Regions from separate parts of the Rattus norvegicus genome. Here region 1 is linked to region 2. The links are chromatin contacts, called in public Hi-C maps. All regions are on one chromosome and are shown on one strand. The core of a region is the stretch at or near the end of the contact, and the rest is flanking DNA. Distances in the headings are between cores, read along the strand shown. Region 1 overlaps Znrf1 (zinc and ring finger 1). Region 2 overlaps Wdr59 (WD repeat domain 59).

Region 1 (2,898 bases), core at 386-2,885, 150 kb after region 2:
AGTGAGGCAGAGGGATTGGACCCCAGCTCCAGAGTGCAGGTCCAAATTGCCGACATGATGTTTGGCTTCTGATGGGCCTGCCTGGACTGAACCAGATGCCCCAGCTGACCAGCCCGCCCTCAGGGGGTACACGCTGCTGCCACGGTGAGATGGAGCGGCAGCGCAGCGCTCATCGAGATGGAGCAGGACTGACTTCTTCCGACCCACACAGGGACAGCCAGCCCCTGTTCCTGGGAGGAGGCTCCTCGGACACTGGACAGAGCTGAGCTTGGGACACCAGAGAGAACAGGGCACCCTTCTGCACTGGCTTCCAGAAAACGGTCCTCCCCGAGGACACCCAGTGGATGAGAGCGAGTCTGAGAGAAGAATGAATTGACCTCTATCCTTCCCCTCACCCTCGACCCAGGAGGGAAAGGGCATTTTCTTTTTCACCTTTGAAAGGCGTTGTGGGTCTGTCTTTAAAAAGTGTTTACAAACAACAAAAAATTCTATAAAAAGTCTCGTGTCGACTGGTGTTTTCCCTGTGATGTTTACAGACTATTGTTTGCTGCCCAGCTAAAACCCACTCAGTGACAGGAGCAAGCATGGCCTTGCCCTCACCCCAGCGCTCTGATGGTGGGTGGGCAGGCGGGTGGGCAGGTGGGCACACGTCACTTCCTTTGCCCAACACCCCAGTTGGCGCTCTGCATCACTAACCTTTCTACCTTGGGGGATTTGTTTTTTGTTTTCTTGTTCTTCTGTCCCATTTTTCTGGCTTGGTTTTGCACTTTTCTCCCCTTAAATTTCCAATATCTTGATTTCCTTGCCAAAAAGAGGAAGATGAAGAGCCCATCACGGACACTTCCCCACCATCCCCACGTCTTCCCTGCCTTTCCTCCTGGATCTGATCCCTTCAGAGGATTTAACAGTTGCAAATACACTGAAAAAAAAAAATGCCTGGACGTTTTTCCTAGGCCCTTGTGAATTTTTTTCTGAGAAAACTTAAAACTTACTAAAGGACTATGTACTACAAACCCTGTTTTCAGGCACACGGAAAAGATTTTAGCCATTGGTATTCACACATGACATCAGCCCGTGCAGGACAGGTTTCTGTATTTATATATTAAAATCCAAAAAAAAAAAAAAAAACAACCCAAACCTTACAAAGATGTTTTAAAATTGTTTAAAGCTTAGGAGAAAAGCTTATCTTCGTCAGTCAAGGTGTTTTGATATGGTATTAAAATAGTGTGTAATAAAAGATGCACCGTGTGATTTTATTTTAATGAAGTGTTGTTACACAATCAAATTGGAAGGCAAGCACCAGTTCCCTCTCTGCACCCCCAGCCCACACCCTCTTAGCACCTGTAATGGCTTAGCCACTCCTTGTCAGATGCTCCCATAGTGGCTCAGCTATGTCTTTGAAGTTTATAAATTCTTAAGCATCATGGATTGATTGTCAGTCTACTGTCATCTCTGGTTGTGATAGAATGTTTCTGGAAAGATATTCAGAGGCAAAAATCTTACAGCCATCAGAGGCTGCAAGGATACGGGCACCTGGAGATGCCAGCCCAGCCCATTCTTCAGAGCCTCTGCTCCCGGTCCTGCACTCTGCTTGCCTGTTGCTCCGTGTATCCTTGTACAGCTGAGTGCTGACTCATGGGCATGTTTCACTGAGGCCCAGGAAGAGGCCCTGGTTTGGGCCTCTTCCAGCTCACAGGCCTTGAACCAGAAGCAGCCACTCAGCCTCATAAAGTGACAAATTGCGGGCTGGGCAGGGAACTAAGAGCAGGGGGCAGCAGTGCATACCTACCTGTCTACTAGTGAGGTTCCAGGAGCTGCATTTCAGGGCCTCCTCAGAGCCAGCTAAGGAAAGCTTTGGGGGAGATGGTGCCCTCTCTCCATGACCATTTCCACATCTGCCCCTTGCTGTCTCAGGGCCCAGTCCCAGCAGGCCCACAAATTTGGACTGTGCTTCCTGAAGCAACTGCTCTGCAAGGGCATTTGTTGGAGGCCAGTGGGCACAGGCAGGTAGGCAAGTTCAGAGAACTAAGGGTGCTCTCTGACAAGAGCCTGAGAGTCAAGAGACCTCAGGACCTGAACTGTGAGCATTGTCAATGGCTAGAAGCTGGGCTCTTCTCTGTATTGAAGCACTTTACTTCTTGGCACAATGGTGAGCAAGTAACTGCATTCGTCTGAATTTGATTCCTTGCATGTGAAGTCAGGGCACAGTCATGCAGCTCAGTTCAGTGAGTGTTGGGGATCTGCCCCAAAGGCCTGGCACACATGTGCCAGGCTCCCTCGTAGCTTTGTCACTGCAAAGGGCACTGTTCTATTCCCAGCACCTCCAGCTTCTGCCTGGCAACTGTGTCTCCCCGTTCTATATATAATCCTACCAGCAGAGCTGGCAGGGCAGGGCCCAGCCCTCAAAGAGATCTCCTTGTCTGACCCCTGGGCCTGGACACAGGCTTTGTGTGCCCACCTTGGCTGTGTGAGCCCGGCTGCTCTGCCAGTGCTGTGGCCGAGTCCCGTGGTTGAGTTGGTTGGGGCAGCACTGAGCCCCACACTGGGTGCTATTCTCGGCTCTCTAGGCTGGTGCTCATCCCATCCCCAGTGACTTCTGCCCCCACCTGGCACACCAAAGCCCTTTGCGGGCTGTCACGTCCTCTGAGTTTGGACCCAGATTGCCAGTGCCTGGTGTGAGGGTGGGACTAGGTTTGTCTGGGCTTCCCAGGTGGCACTTGTGTGTGTGTCACCATCCATCCAGACAGCCCTCTAGAATTCTGTGGTGTTCCTACTCTGCCTTTCTGAGAAGAAAGAAACTATGGAAGAGCCAAGAGATGGGTTCTTCCCTTTTGCTCTTAGGAGCCCAGAAAGCCTTCTGAGAGCTCCAGGAGCCCCTTCTGAAAACCACCCATCTAA
Region 2 (2,927 bases), core at 276-2,775:
ACCCCATCTCCTCAAACTAAAATAAGTAAGGAAAACCTTCCATTAAGCAAGCTTCAGAGATAAACAGTATCACAACTCAAGGGGCCAGCTCTTCGGCACTCTTGGCCTCTTCTGATGCTTCATTGGTGAACTGGATTGGCAGAGAGCAGAGCAGTCCACAACCCACTGAGGACCTGGTCTTTGTGCAATGGCTAGAGAACACTGTCACCTCCATTACGAAAGTTTTAGGGCCCTCTTGAAGCTAAAGAACAGGCCAAGAACTAAACAACCTTGGCTTTGTTTATGTTGACATGAAGTCTGATAGTCACCCAGGCCTCAAACCTTATGGGGCTTAGAATCACCACACTAATGTCCATTAAATGTCTATTAAGCCCAAGGCCTTCACTACCCATCAGAAAGAGCCCCAACCCCTTGAGACCCTTCAGAAAATTGAATATTACTTTTGGAAAATCTCTTCTGTTTTGTTTGGCTCAGGAAAAGCAATACAGTCATTGGAATACACCACTCTAAACCCAAAAGGAAGAAGACACGAACTTTGAATCAAGTCTATAATTTGAGATGAGCAAGTAAATACAAATGCCAGAAGGCAAACATTAGATGTGTAAAATACTAGCGTGACGGCAACATGCTGAAAGCGACGTACAAGTCTCTCTCCAAGGAGAGACAGCAGGACAGATGTTCTGCCGTGGCTGACGATTGAGTTGTGTTAGTGTCTCCCTCCATAATGCACATTTCCTAAAGGGTTTCCACAGAAGGGCGCCCTTGCATTTGTTTCTCTGGTAAATGTGAGGGACACAAAACAGGAAGCATATCTTTATCAAAGGCAGGAAGAAAAACAATAAAATTCTTGGAGCACTCATTGTCGCTCGGGTAATTTCTGTCTTTAAACATCAAGTTATGAACAACAATCGCTGAACAGCTGTGGAAATATACAATACAGAAAGCAGGCATTTCCAGTGATCAGACGGCTAGAAGTCACAAAGTTTACTTCTTTTATTATCTAATGAAGTCAGAAGTATTGCACTGTTTATTTTATAGCAGGGACTCTGAGGCTCAGAAAGCCTGAGCAGCTTGCTGGGGATCACACACAGAAAAAGTGCTAGGGCCCAGAAGTCAAGCAGGGGGTGCCTGAAGACAAGAGTCTCCCCATCACTGAGACTGGTCTAGCTTTCTATACCAATTCTGTCAGAAAAGCACTGGGGGAGAGGGGGAGGAGCTAGGGAGAGGGAAAAGAAAAAGGAAGCAGGGGAGTGGAGAGAAGGAAGAAGAGAGAGAGAGAGAGAGAGAGAGAGAGAGAGAGAGAGAGAGAGCGAGCGCGCAGAGAGGTGCAGAAGAGAATAAGGAAGAGGGAGAGAACTCCCTACTGAGAGAATGTTCTGTTCTTTGGGGCTATGGAGCAGCCTTCACTGATCTCACCAACCCCATGGAGGAAATTCTTCTGGTTCTCACACTATAAACTCCCTCAAAGGCTGAGGGCCTGAGATAACTTGCCTGGGGTGTTTTCTAGGACTCTGAGCTGGCCTTGGCCTCCACTGTAAATTCCACGCTGTTCCTATTAGCTCATTTTGCCTTCTTAGTGTTCAGTCTGGTGGGTGGGGCTGACAGAAATAGATTAAATCCATGAGGGAGTTTTTCTTTAAAGGGTTTCCGGGAGAGATGATGTGATATTCATTACTAGATGAATGGAAATCTTAGGGATGTTTTTAATCAAATGAAAATCAAGAAAAGGCCTTAGTGTTGATTCATTTAGTTATGAGGGAAAGCAGTGAGCTGCTGGGAGACCTGCTAGTCACTTCCAAAGCTCAGTCTAGCAATCAACTAGAGAACAGAGAGAAAGAAAGACAGGAAGCAGTTGGCGGTTGCCCAGGACTGATGGGAAGAACCGACTGAAGGACAATGGTTTCTTCTATGGATGATAAAAAACACTTTGAGCAGTTTCTAATGAGAGCTCTGACAACACTAGATACACTAAGTATCACATTTTAAGTGGGCAGACTCGTGATGTGCAGACTGAGTCTCAATAAAAGAGAACAAGCCATGAGAACCACAGAGATGAAGGAAACTGACATCTTATAAATGTCATATATTATTATTTAAATATTTACTACTATGTTAAAAGCAAGAATGTTTTGCCTTCGGGTATGAATATCATGCACATGCCTGGTGCCAGAGGAGGACGGAAGAGGGGGTTGGATCCCCTGGAACTGGAGTTAGAGATGTGAGACACCACACGAGTGCTGGGAATTGGCCTTCTATCAGAGCAGCCAACGCTCCAGCCACCTTTCCATCTCTCCAACCCCCTGAACTGAACATCTCTACCTTGAAATACATTCTGGTAAACCTTATGAAATATTTTTTTAAAAGTTTCAAAAAGTAATTGAGGTGAAATGACAAAGGTACAGATCCTCAAATTTAGGTGACAATAATCACTGTGGCATTGAAATAGAAAGTTTAAGAAAAAAAAGCCACTTCAGGATCTTCCCACAATTTTAAAAAATTACCCACAGGTGGCAGTGGTGGGGCTTCCCTATAATCCCAGTACTCAAGAGGCAGAGGCAGGCAGATCTGAGCTAGAGGCCAGCCTGGTCTACAGAAGAAGTTCCAGGAGAGAGAGAAAGAGAGAGAGAGAGGAAGAGAGAGAGAGAGAGAGAGAGAGAGAGAGAGAGAGAGAGGGGAAGGAGGAGGAGGAAGAAGAGGGGGAGGAGGAAGAAGAGGAGGAGAGGGGACAGGGGACAGGGGACGAGGGAGGAGAGGGAGGCTGCTGAGTCCTACAGGCTGTCAAAGAAAATAAAAAAGAAACTTCAAATAGGGGGCACACGCTATGAGCATCACTAACTGACAGCTGTCAAGGCCAGAACCTCGCCAACAGGGAATGATAATACCTGGACGAGATCCTTCCTTCCAACAAGCATGGCAGAAGTAGCATT

Evidence for each region. Hi-C and Micro-C count contacts between places; a contact is called where the count stands out from the background.
Region 1: a Hi-C map of the A7r5 cell line shows a contact between it and region 2, with 5 times the contacts expected there. The contact joins two enhancer-like sites. A contact is called at or near these places in 2 of 12 Hi-C or Micro-C datasets (the A7r5 cell line and frontal cortex).

The regions. Positions count from the first base shown.
Region 1 is chr19:56,489,771-56,492,668 of GRCr8, forward strand. Znrf1 (zinc and ring finger 1) reads left to right here. Exons shown (of 5, transcript NM_001401080.1): 5 at 212-1,128. Among named protein-coding and RNA genes, the nearest start is that of Ldhd, 6.5 kb to the right of the region's middle. Within about 2 kb of position 1,636, at least 33 of the 93 cell types and tissues checked have an H3K27ac peak or open chromatin away from gene starts, as enhancers often do. A contact at or near this core is called in the A7r5 cell line, where this site is marked.
Region 2 is chr19:56,336,921-56,339,847 of GRCr8, forward strand. It overlaps Wdr59 (WD repeat domain 59), which reads right to left. Exons shown (of 27, transcript XM_063278659.1): 21 at 2,883-2,927. Among named protein-coding and RNA genes, the nearest start is that of Wdr59, 55 kb to the right of the region's middle. Within about 2 kb of position 1,526, at least 16 of the 93 cell types and tissues checked have an H3K27ac peak or open chromatin away from gene starts, as enhancers often do. A contact at or near this core is called in the A7r5 cell line, where this site is marked.